2 separate regions of the Oryctolagus cuniculus genome follow, and region 1 is linked to region 2. A link is a contact called in public Micro-C data. All regions are on one chromosome and are shown on one strand. The core of a region is the stretch at or near the end of the contact, and the rest is flanking DNA. Distances in the headings are between cores, read along the strand shown. Region 1 holds the start of PSME3 (proteasome activator subunit 3). Region 2 holds the start of BRCA1 (BRCA1 DNA repair associated).

Region 1 (5,901 bases), core at 1,024-3,523, 250 kb before region 2:
GAGGCGGGAACGAAGCCAGGTCTCTGATCGCGAAGACCACAGTGGTCCTTGCTGTACTTTGCTGAGCTGCAGACCCCCCCCCCCCGCACCGCGCACCGCACAGTAGTGATACAGAGGCCAGCCCTGGATGAGCATTCCGCAGCAAGAATGAGCCCCAAAAGGCAGGCAGCCAAACTGGTCCCTAACAATCCTCCCATTCCTACCCCAGGTCACTGGTCTCTCATTTTCTGCACACGACACCTCTTTCTCTTCCTGAGGCATTTCCCTAGCTGCACTTTCACCTTTGCAGGTTCTCTTCCTCCCTCTTCCCCAGCTGACCAATTTACGTCTTTTCGATTTCAGCTCGGCACTTCCTCGGACAGGCCTTTCCTGCTCATCCTTGTAGATCCCTGGTATTGTCTGCAAGCCACTTGTTTTCTAACGTTTACCAAATTTTACAATTGCATCACAGTGTATTTTCTGGAACCTTTTCAATATTAAGCCTCAGAAAACCAGAGACCTCGAGTCCTGTTTACCGATTATTTCCCAGAGCTGTGCTCTTCAACACAGGAGCCACTGGCCACACATGGCCACTGAGTACAGCAAACGTGACACCTTCATATCGAGATGTGCAGTTAAGTGTAAAATACACACAGCATTTCAAATATTTGGCATGGGAAAATGATACGTAAGCTCACAGCGTGTTTATATTGGCTATATGTTGAAACGACAGTAGTCAAGCCTCTGCATCCTTGGGGGATTGGTCCTGTACTCCTGTGGACGCCCAAACCCGTGAACGCTCAAGTCCCTTACACACACAATGAAGTAGGATTTGCATTTATGTATAACCTGTGCACATCCACAGCAAAGGATCACAAAGAAGCCAGAAGGAAGTAACTCAATCCAGGCCACCCACGTGGATGGCAGGAACTCAGCTGTCTGAGCCGTCACCATTGACTCCCAGGGTCTGTATTCGCTGGAACCAGGTATTTCCATACGGCACGCGGTATGCAGCCATCTTACCCACTCAACACCCCCCACCCTGCCATGTATAGCTTGTCTGTATTACTTACAGTACCTAACACAGCGTAAACCCTACATAAATGTTGTTATAATGTATTTTTAGGGAATAATGACAAGAAAAACGCTTGAACAAGTTCAACATATTTAGTTTTTCCCTCTATTTTCTATCTGTGGTTGGTTGAATCTCCAGACTTGGAACCACAGACACTGTAATTTGGATAAATTGGGTTAAACATGCATAAAATTAATTTCACCTGTTTCTTTTACTGTTTTAAATGTGGCTAATAGATGGTTTTTAACCTACCTATGGGACTGACATATTTCTAGGCTCTGGGACAGTGAGTGCTGTTTCATAGCCTAGCGCAGTGCCCTGGCCCACTTTACTGAATGAAATAACCAATGTTAAGAGATACACTAGGGGACCCACGTTGTGGCTTAGCCCACATGGGCTGCGGTTAGGTCCCAGCTGCTGCGCTTCCAATCCAGCTCCCTGCTAATGCGCCTGGGAAAGCACCAGAAGATGGCTTAAATGCTTGGGCTCCTGCACCCACGTGGGAGATCCAGAAGAAGCTCCTGGCTGCCGGCTTCAGCCTTTGCGGCCATCTGGGGACTGAACCAGTGGTTGGAAGACACCCCCCCCCCCCGCAACTCTGCCTTTCAAATAAATAGGCCTTGTTTTTCAAAAAAACATACATGCAAACGAATGGGTGAAGAGTGCGCCTTAGGCCTCCGTTAGGAAAACGGATAAGGCACCGCCCTAGCAGTCAGGAGAGCCGGCTTGCGGGGGCCCCCGCGGACCTGGGACACGCCCTGCACTAATCCAGCCATCAGTGTGCCCATTACGTAGTTGACCTCTGAGGTCTGGAAGCGTATGGTACAATGAAAGGTGTTTGTCTCTAGCCACAGCACTTGAGCTGCGGCCAACGGGAAAAGGTAGCGGGAATCACAGACTAAAATCCCGAACTCGGCACCCGGGCCACCCGCTTCCTCCGGCCGACGTCACTGGGGCGCGACGGAGTCGTCTGGCGGGCAGCTGCGACCTGAGAATCCCTTCGGGGAAGGCGAATCGGGGCCAACAGAAAGCCAAACAGTCCCCGAGTCTCTTGAAAGCTCAGTTCTCAAAAAACCAACTCCTACCACCTTCCCTTTTGCTTCACTCTCAGCCAGCTTAGCAGCCGGCCGCGACCAGTCCCAGTCGCAGAGCCCCCAGCCCGACAGACAGCGCGCCTGCGCAGAGTACGCGCGCATCCTCGCGGGAGCCCCGGCGATTGGCTGTGACGTAACTTCCGGCGTGAGCGGCGAAAGCCGGGAGGGCGAGGGAGAGTGCGAGCAGGCAGCAGGCAGCAGGCGGGCAGGCGGACGGACCGCACGGAAGGAGGGAGCGAGCGAGCAGTGAGTGAGCTAGAGACGGCGGCCGGGTCCCGAGGGCAGCCGGAATTCCTCAGGTCCCCCTGGCCCCTCCCCGGAGCCCACAGCGCCTCCGGTCTCCAGCGGAGCGGACACGGCCCGGCCCGGCCATGGCCTCGTTGCTGAAGGTGGATCAGGAAGTGAAGCTCAAGGTAGCGGCACCGGTCCGGGCCTTCTCACCCCTCGCTTCTGTCCCCCAGCCGTCTGACCGCCTCCCTACTCCCCGTGGTGTCTTTGTCTCCCTGGGGACACCGGCTCGGAGCTTCCGCCCGGCTCAGCCCAGCCCCCCACGCCCGGAGACGGCCTTAGGGGGAAGGGTATTACAGAGAGGCCTTCCGTCCCCGCGTCTGGTGATGGAGAACCCGGGGAGACCTCTGCAGGCACGTGTTGGAGTCATTGCTTTCGGCCGGTGACAGCTGGGAGTCCCCCAGCCCAGCGACGCCCCCGCCCCGGGGGCGCTGCCCCTGCCCTTGGCGGCTGGCCCGCTTCCTGTCATAGGCCAGGTGTGAGGTGGGCTAGGCACGTTTGTGATCTCACATCCCCGCATCTCCCTGTCTTTGTCAAATTCAGACAGCTTCAGACGCAGGGAGGGAGGGGAGAGGAGACAGGCGGGTGCTGTCTCCGAGCCCCGCTTTCCTCTCCTGAGATGGAGAAATGGATCCTCAAAAAAATAAAGTATTTGCAGTCTGGGGGCCTCTCAGCTTCTCATTACAATCGCCAGGTGAGGGGCAGAGAGCTGGGTTTGGGATTCCCCATCCTGTCCTTACCTCTGTTGCCAGGTACTGAATTGCTCTTCCTGAATTGCTGTCTTTGTTCTTTTTAGGTTGATTCTTTCAGGGAGCGGATCACAAGTGAGGTGAGTGAAATGGAGAAATGCGTATTGATTAGGAGTTGGGAGTTTCCCCAAGAGGAGGTGATTGCAGAGGGAGCCCTTCCCTCTGTCATTAATTCAGTTGTATTTTCCCTTATCTAGGCAGAAGACTTGGTGGCAAATTTTTTCCCAAAGAAGTTGTTAGAACTTGATAGTTTTTTGAAGGTGAGAGACACTTTGCTTACTTCAGTTCCCCAGCGTCTTCAGGCCTGCCCTTTCTGTCAGATGGAACCAGTTGTGTGCTGACTCTGTTTTGTTTTGTGCTGTAAAGCACTCTCACGGCTTGCCCTTCCAGTGAAATGGTTCTTTGTTCAGCTTGAAAAGACCAATGTTTTGAGGGTGGGCCTGTCTCTTTCAGGAACCAATCCTAAACATCCATGACCTAACTCAGATCCACTCGGACATGAATCTCCCGGTCCCTGACCCCATTCTGCTCACCAATAGCCACGATGGACTGGATGGTGTAAGTGGCCCGTGTTTATCTTTGTGTTCTGAAGCAATAGGTTCTCTGTTTTCTAGTTCCTGGGGAGCTGGAACATACGTCGGGGGATGGTGGCATTGGGGTCTGGCATGATGGCTCCAGGATACTTTCAGACCCTGATGTGCATGTCTAAAACGAGGTGAATGCGCCCCAGGGAGTCTCAGTGCACTAACCTGGCCACAGGCCCCCGTCGCTTCCCAGGCTGAACAGGCTCCTCTTGCCTCCGCTTCACGGCCTTGAGTCTCGTGGCTGAGGCGCTTGCCGTGGAGTCGCAGACCCTGCCTTTTCCGTGCAGTCACCATCTGCGTCCTCTTAGCACACCGATGACGCTTTGTTCTTTGTCAGCGTCTCCTCGGTAGAACTTGCACGTCTGCAGGCGGGAACTGTCTTCATTGTCCTCGTGTCCTCGGCACCTAGCTTTGTTCCCAGTGCCCAGCGATTGCTGAATTCTTGTTAACTGAATATGGTGTTCCCTCATGGAACCAGCAAGTTTGTACATATCCCCTTAATTATCCTCACCGTGCCTCGATTGGTTCCTTTTTCCTGCTCTTTATAGTGTCCTCCCTTTCCCCCAGTTGCTTAAAGTGTTGTGTTTCTTGCAAGGTTGTTGCTTGGTGGCAAGAACATTTCTTCAGGCTTTATATGTACTTGGGAAATTATGCAGAAAAGAACAGGACAACCTACAGGGTCAAGGAACAGTTGACTTGCTTGAAGGGTGTCTTGTGGGTGTGTACGGCAGGCTGATTCCTGCCTCTTTGTGTCCTTAGCCCACTTACAAGAAGCGAAGATTGGATGAGTGTGACGAGGCCTTCCAAGGTAAGAGCCACCCCGGTGCCCCCTGACCTCCCCCTGACCGCCTGACCGCTTGCCCTGGGAAGTAGGATGGATCTGGCGTTCCCTCAGCCCAGAAGCAAGACCTGCTTTCCCAGAGCCAGTGTTCCCAAGTCCCCCGGACAGGGGCGTCATTTAGCATTGACCTCGTGTGGGCCGCTGAGGGGGAGTGGTTGGAGCAGCAGCCCACACAGCTCGCGCGGGTCAGAGAAGCCCCAGTGCCATGTTACTTATTTCCTTCTCAGCAGTAGTTGTTGATGTGTTCCGTCTTTAAGGTGTTTATTTATTTTTAAAGATTTATTTTATTTATCTTTAAAGATTTACTTTGTTTATTTGAAAGGCAGAATTAGAGATCTGTCCTCTGGAACAGACACAATGGCTGGGGCTTGGCTAGGCCGAAGCCAGGAGCTTCTTCCAGGTCTTTTACGTGGGGCAGGGGCCCAAGCACTTGGGTCATCTTCTGTTGCTTTTTTAGCAGGGAGCTGGGTTGGAAGTGGAGCAGCGAGGACTGAAACCAGTGCCCATATGGGATGCTGCTGTTGGCTTAACCTGCTGTGCCACAGTGCTGGCCCCATTTTAACGTTCTTGTTCTTAGACTTCGGGCATACTTTGGATGCTTATCTACTGAGCTGTGCATCTCTGATTCTGTCAGTGGTGCCGTGGTAGGACTGTGACAGATGAAGGGCAGCGGTCAGAGCCCTCACTGGCCTGGGAAGGAGAGTGGAAGATGCCCCGGCCTCCCTCCTGCCTAATCATTCGACCTTCCCATCCCTGCCAGGAACCAAGGTGTTTGTGATGCCCAATGGGATGCTAAAAAGCAACCAGCAGCTGGTCGACATTATTGAGAAAGTGAAACCTGAGATCCGGCTGCTGATCGAGAAATGTAACACGGTGAGGCAGGGGCTAGTGACCCGTGGGCTCACTGCGGGTAGCCCCACTGACACCATGAGACTGGTGGGTGAGGGGCTGGGGGCGTGGCGCTGGGGTGGGCTGCTGGCACAGTAGCTGTCTTAACTCGTGGATTCCTAGCATCTGGCCACAGCAGTACCAGCTGGGTACTTCGTGGCTTCAGCAGAAAAGCCCAGCATCTTCATATATGTGTTTTGGGCTCTCACCCTCCAGGTGAAAATGTGGGTACAGCTCCTGATTCCCCGGATAGAAGATGGGAACAACTTTGGAGTGTCCATTCAGGTAGCGTGCCTGCCTTCCAAACTGAGGAGAAAGGTTGGGTGATACGCTCGTCCCTCCCGCTTTTTCTGCTTTTCCCTTCTCTTTGGGGCGGCTCGGGGTGGTGTGGAAGTGGCTTTTG
Region 2 (5,668 bases), core at 1,968-4,467:
TTCAGCCTGAACTAGCCCTGACTGTCATGGCTACTTGGGAAGTGAACTAGTTGATGGAAGATCTCTTTCTATCACTCTGCCTTTCAAGTAGATGAAAATAATAAATGTAAAAAAAAAAAAAAAAAAAAAAAAAAGCTCATTGACTTGCATCCTTTAGATCCCTGCATTTATAGGTTAAGCCTAAGCTTGCAAAGCCAGGAAGCTAATATCCCATATGGGCACTGGTTCTAGTCTGGGCTGCTCCAGTTTCAATTCAGCTCCCTGCTAACATGCCTGGGTAAGCAGTAGAGGGCAGCGCAAGTGCTTAGGCCCCTGCATGCATGTGGGAGACCCAGATGGAGCTGCAGGCTCCTAGCTTTGGCCTAGCCCAGCCCTGGTCATTGAAGCCATTTGGGGAGTGAACCAGTGGATGGAAAATCTCTGTCTCTTCCTTTCTCTATAATTCTGCCTTTCAAATAAATAAATCATTTAAAAAATAAATAAAAAGGAAATGACAAAAGATCTCTGCATTCCTCTCTCTCTTTTTTTTTTTTTTAATTTGAAAGTCAGAGTTAGAGAAAGTGACAGAGATCTTCTATCCACTGGTTCACTCCTTAGATGGCTGCAATGACGGGCTAGGCCAAGCCAAAGTCAGGAGTCAGGAGCTTCTTCCAGGTCTCCTTGTAAATAGCAGGGGCAAAAGAATTCGGGCCATCTTCTGCTGCTTTTTCTAGGCCATTAGCAGGGAGCTGGATCAGAAGTGAAGAGCTGGGACATGAACTGGCACCCATATGGGATGCTGGTGTGGCAGATAGCAGCTTTAACCACTACGCCACAATGGTCCTCTTTCAGTTGTTTGTTTTTTGAGTTTTTTTTTTTTTTTTAGATTTATTTATTTGAAAGGCAGAGTTACAGAGAGAAAGGGAGAAACAGAGAAAGATCTTCCATCTGCTAGTTCACTCCCCAAGTGGCTACAACAGCCAGGAGTTAGGCCAGGCCAAAGCCAGGAGCTTCATCTGGGTCTCCAACTTGGGTGCAGGGTCCAAGTACTTGGGCCATCTTCCACTGCTTTCCCAGGCGCATTAGCAGGGAGCTGGACTGGAAGCTGTGCTGATATGGGATGCAGGCATTTGCAGGCAATGGTTTTTCCCAGTAGGCCACAACGCCAAGCCCCCAAGATCTCTGCATTTCACTGCATGTACAAATCATACCTCAATTTTTAAAAAGCCAACTTGAATAGCCAAGTCCCCTCTTCATTTTATAGATGTAGAGGAAAAAGGCTCAAACAGTAAGACTTAGTGAAGACTTTAATGATTTACGGTATTCTTAAAATGTACAGGGCAGTTTTAGTCAGAAGTTCTCTAAAAATCTGATCTCTTCGCAGATGCCAATCATTTGTGACTTTATTTTGCCCTCATTAACTCCATCCACTCCAAGTGGTCAAGCTGACTCTGGAGCTGGAAGCCAGACTTACCACTTAACTCAAACTAGATTCCTGCCCCAATGCAGAACCAACCAAGACAGTCTGTGCACCAGGAAACGCAAGGGATGTCTATCGAGGGGGTACAGAGGGAGTGAGAAAGGCACAATGGAGGAAAAGGAGTACTTTTCTATGTCTTTAAAGGTCTTTAGTTAAGAAAAGCAGCAACGTTAGTAGCCTAATCCTAACAGATCATATTTTGTCTCCCTATATGTAAAGTCAGTTCTACTCATTTGCATTGGTGATAATCAAAGGAAGTATCCTAAATTAATATATTTTTCTGTTGACTTACCAGATTGGACACTCTAAGATTTTCTGCATAGCATTAAGGACATTTTGTACTTCTTCAACACGAACTCCAGACAAATCCATTTCTTTCTGTCCAATGAACTTTAACACATAAATTAAAAATCACGTGGATAAGTAAACCACTTAAAAAGGGTATAAAAACGACAACTTAATTTTAAGTATAATTTCAAAATAAGAGAAATTTGGAGTTTTAGAATTACACCAACCCATAGAGCTAATGACAAAAGGCATTATTTTTTAAAATTCTGCACGGGCCGGCGCCGCGGCTCACTAGGCTAATCCTCCGCCTAGCGGCGCCGGCACACCGGGTTCTAGTCCCGGTCGGGGCGCCGGATTCTGTCCCGGTTGCCCCTCTTCCAGGCCAGCCCTCTGCTGTGGCCAGGGAGTGCAGTGGAGGATGGCCCAGGTGCTTGGGCCCTGCACCCCATGGGAGACCAGGAAAAGCACCTGGCTCCTGGCTCCTGCCATCGGATCGGTGCGGTGCGCCGGCCGCAGCGCGCCGGCCGCGGCGGCCATTGGAGGGTGAACCAACGGCAAAAGGAAGACCTTTCTCTCTGTCTCTCTCTCTCACTGTCCACTCTGCCTGTCAAAAAAAAAAAAAAAAAAAAAAAAAAAAAAAAAAATTCTGCACGAAGCCTTGTGTAATTAGACGGTTTGAATTCTCTACAGTTTACATATAGGTTTCCAATGGGGTGAGTGGTGACAGCCTCAGCTTTCTCCAGCCATCCAGGCTGGCTTTTTTCTTTCTTTTTCATTTTCTTGATTAAAACCAAAGGCACTGCCACCAATCACAGCAAAACCTACACCAGGAACACTCGCCACCCCTGCCTTTCCCCAGAGCGTCCCACAGACCTGCTCCAGCACCAACGCACCCGGAGCATACATCTCTCCCGTCCCCTCCCCAAAGTGCCTACGGATCCAATTCCAGAGGGTTCTGTCTCACACAAAATCCTGTCTCCTCCTCTTCCCCGACAATCCTGGGCCTTCTTCCAGGTCCCTGCCTCTGGCATTCTTACGCTCAAGGTGTCCCCTGCACATCCGGTCACCCGGATTCCCTCGGACACACCGTGGCCTGTCCTTATCCTCGGTGCCCGCCTGGTGACTCAAACTGCCCCCCTCCCCAGGATTCATCTCAGAGCCACACAGCCCGTAGGCCCTTCAGATTTCACCCCCACACCCTCCGGCCCGAGGAATGCCCATCTCGCTCTCCTTCGGGAGACCACTCTTCTCACAGCTGTTTGTTTCTCAACTGACCACCTCCTGGCTCCCTCTTCATTTCCTAGGGACTCTCTCACCTTTAACCAGATCGGAGTCCGGGCTTTCCGGGCCCTAGGGCCCAGTTATCTGAGAAACCGCCCCCCGACTGTAATCGGTCCAGAAAGCCGCAGAAAACTCACGACGCGCAGTCTCAGTTTCAATTTATCTGTAATTCCCGCGCTTTCGGTCGCCATGGAAACCCGCCGCTCCCGCGGAGCTATAGCCTCTCAGCTTGCGAGATTAAAGGACGTCAGCGGAAGGGCGGAGCAGGAGCCTCCCAGCTCCGGATTGGCCATCCTCTCTTGCCCCACCCCACCCCCGCATGACGTAATTAGAAAGCGACGGGAGAAAGACTTCTGAGTTTTCTATTAGGTGGCCGCCCCCTCGCCTCTACGCTTCTGGTTACAGCTTATTACGTCACAGTAATTGCTGGACAAGGGTTGGAATCACTACCTGAGGCCTGAATATGAGCGCAAGGTAGTGCTCACAGCAGTCGCAAGAAGAGAGCCCATCCCCTCACCCTTTCCGCCGCAATGGACGTGCCCCGTTTAGGTAAATAAAAAGATTGTCGGGGGAAAGAAACTACGATCTCCAGCATGCATTGCGTAACGAAAGGCCTTCGCCACAGTGTTCCTTGGAAACTGTAGTCTTATGGAGAAGAGCTCCCGACTCTGGAAACGGGCACGATCCTCGCGACACGTAGTTGAAAGACTGGAGCCATCCGCGCGGTTATGCACGTCGACAGCTATGGACTGGAGTGCTGTTAGGTGTTTATATCTTAAGAGCGGACGCTAAAGAACCTGTAAGTTCCAGGAAGACTACAATTCCCGTCAGGCCTCGCGTGTCCACTAAGGTCAGCGACCTGAGGGAAGGCGGAGGACGCGGAGTTTGCTTGGGGAGGGGTAACCCGCCCCAGCCTCGGACTGCGCATTCGTAGTTCCGCCCCTCGGCCCCGGTGTTTGTTGTTGTTGTGAGGGTCAGGTTGTGTCTTCCCCGCCCCCGCCAGGGCAGTCTCAACCAATCAATGGGGGGGTGGTCGTTTTGAGGGACAAGGGTAAGAGCCAATCATCTTGTCGGAAACTCGGAGGAAACAGGGGACTAGGCCCTGTCTCTCTCCGCCATGTTAGATTCTGCCCGCAGGGAGAGCAGCAGAGCTGGCAGCGAACGGTCTTTGCACTGGCCTCCGGCAGGCGCCCCCCGGGGGCGGGAAGCTGGTAAGCAAGCTGCTGCGGTTACCTAGGAGTGGGGTCACGTCACACTGAATGGGTTTGGGGAAGTTCAGGGGAGGAACCCTGCAAATAGGGGCGACTTTTTCCGTGTCTAGGGGCAGCCAGTCTTTTCAGTGACAAGACGAGAGCCGTTCGCGCTCGGAGGGACCGAGGGAGCCGATGCCGCCGGCGGGATGGAGGGGCCGTGGCTCAGAACGCCTGGCTTGTACCGACGGGAGGTCGGGATCTCCCAGTACAAAGAGGGCCTAGGCAGAGGAGTAACTCCTTAGGGGGCGATGACAGTGTGTTGGGGACATGGAGTGCGAGGCAGACGGGGGGCTGGAAGAGCAGGATGAAGACGCTCCCCACACATCCCCCTCATCACATCGTCCCCTTTCTGAGACCCGCGTCCAGAGACCTTAGGGAACTTCGGTATTGGAAAAGCACTGTTTATCTCTTTTGTCAAACACCTAGCTTTCATATCACACTAAAAGCCCGGATAGGACAGTAATCAAAGCTCGCAGTCCCAGGTCTGCTTAATTAAAAGGATTTTTTTTGAGGCTAAAAAAAAAAAAAGAAGAAGAAAAAACCGACGTAGAGGAAAAGCTGACTTGTGCCAAGCTAAGGTGAGTCAGTGACATGAACTTATAATACCAGTTATGAAAGCCGAGGGCGTGGGCCCCAGCTACCTGACTGTACGGGCCCTACATCTATAGAGCCACGGAACGAGCCAGAGTTGAAGTATTTCCAAAGTTCAAGATTTATGCTCTCGTTTGAAAGAGTTTTCACATGAACGCCAAAGAGATAGGCAGTTCTTTATGAAGACCTGGCTGTGGTCCAGCTAAGCTAGAATCTCCCACTTCCTGTTTGCTCCCCGTTGGCAGACCAGCTGGGTGAGTGCCAAGTATCTGAACTAATTTCTAATGGGATAATTTGGGCAAGAAGGAGGAAGATTGGTTTCCTTCCGGACTTTCAAAAGTATGAGAATGTGTTTCTTGACATTGGAAACTAAAAGTATATTTCAGAATATTCACTTAGGGCAGGCTGAGTTAGTCACTTCATTTCTCTGATTTTTTTTTTGCACAAGGTCACAGGGAATTGTCAGGGATTCTACCCATATCATAAGGACCCCAAGAGATGTATTTCATGTGAATGACTGCTAGAAGTCAGTAGGATTGCTGCGAGTCTGGCATTACTTTGTGGTGAATTTAAGTGGAGAAAAAGAATGGGAAAATTTGCAGAGATCATTGAGTAAGTTTATAAAAATGAAATCCCGATCTTCAGAGATTTCAGAGTCTTTAAAGTGGCAGTCTCAGTTGTATTGTTTGAGAGTAGTTCGTTATACTGTGAAAAAAAAAATAGTATTTTTAAGCTTCTGAAGACTTATTTGAGGGAAATACATGTTCATTCCTAAACCTTTGCAATGGCTGGGTCT

What was found. A called contact is a pair of places that touch in the nucleus more often than the background predicts.
Region 1: a Micro-C map of ear pinna shows a contact between it and region 2, with 5 times the contacts expected there. The contact joins the promoter of PSME3 here to the promoter of BRCA1 in region 2. A contact is called at or near these places in 2 of 6 Hi-C or Micro-C datasets (ear pinna and psoas muscle).

What each region holds. Positions count from the first base shown.
Region 1 is chr17:20,081,679-20,087,579 of mOryCun1.1, reverse strand. It overlaps PSME3 (proteasome activator subunit 3), which reads left to right and starts at 2,273. Exons shown (of 11, transcript XM_002719410.5): 1 at 2,273-2,561; 2 at 3,233-3,265; 3 at 3,383-3,445; 4 at 3,639-3,743; 5 at 4,529-4,577; 6 at 5,371-5,483; 7 at 5,715-5,783. The coding sequence starts at 2,520.
Region 2 is chr17:19,835,069-19,840,736 of mOryCun1.1, reverse strand. It overlaps BRCA1 (BRCA1 DNA repair associated), which reads right to left and starts at 3,217. Exons shown (of 23, transcript XM_017349213.3): 1 at 3,064-3,217; 2 at 1,752-1,849. The coding sequence starts at 1,831. NBR1 (NBR1 autophagy cargo receptor) reads left to right here and starts at 3,369. Exons shown (of 21, transcript XR_519332.4): 1 at 3,369-3,827; 2 at 4,166-4,239.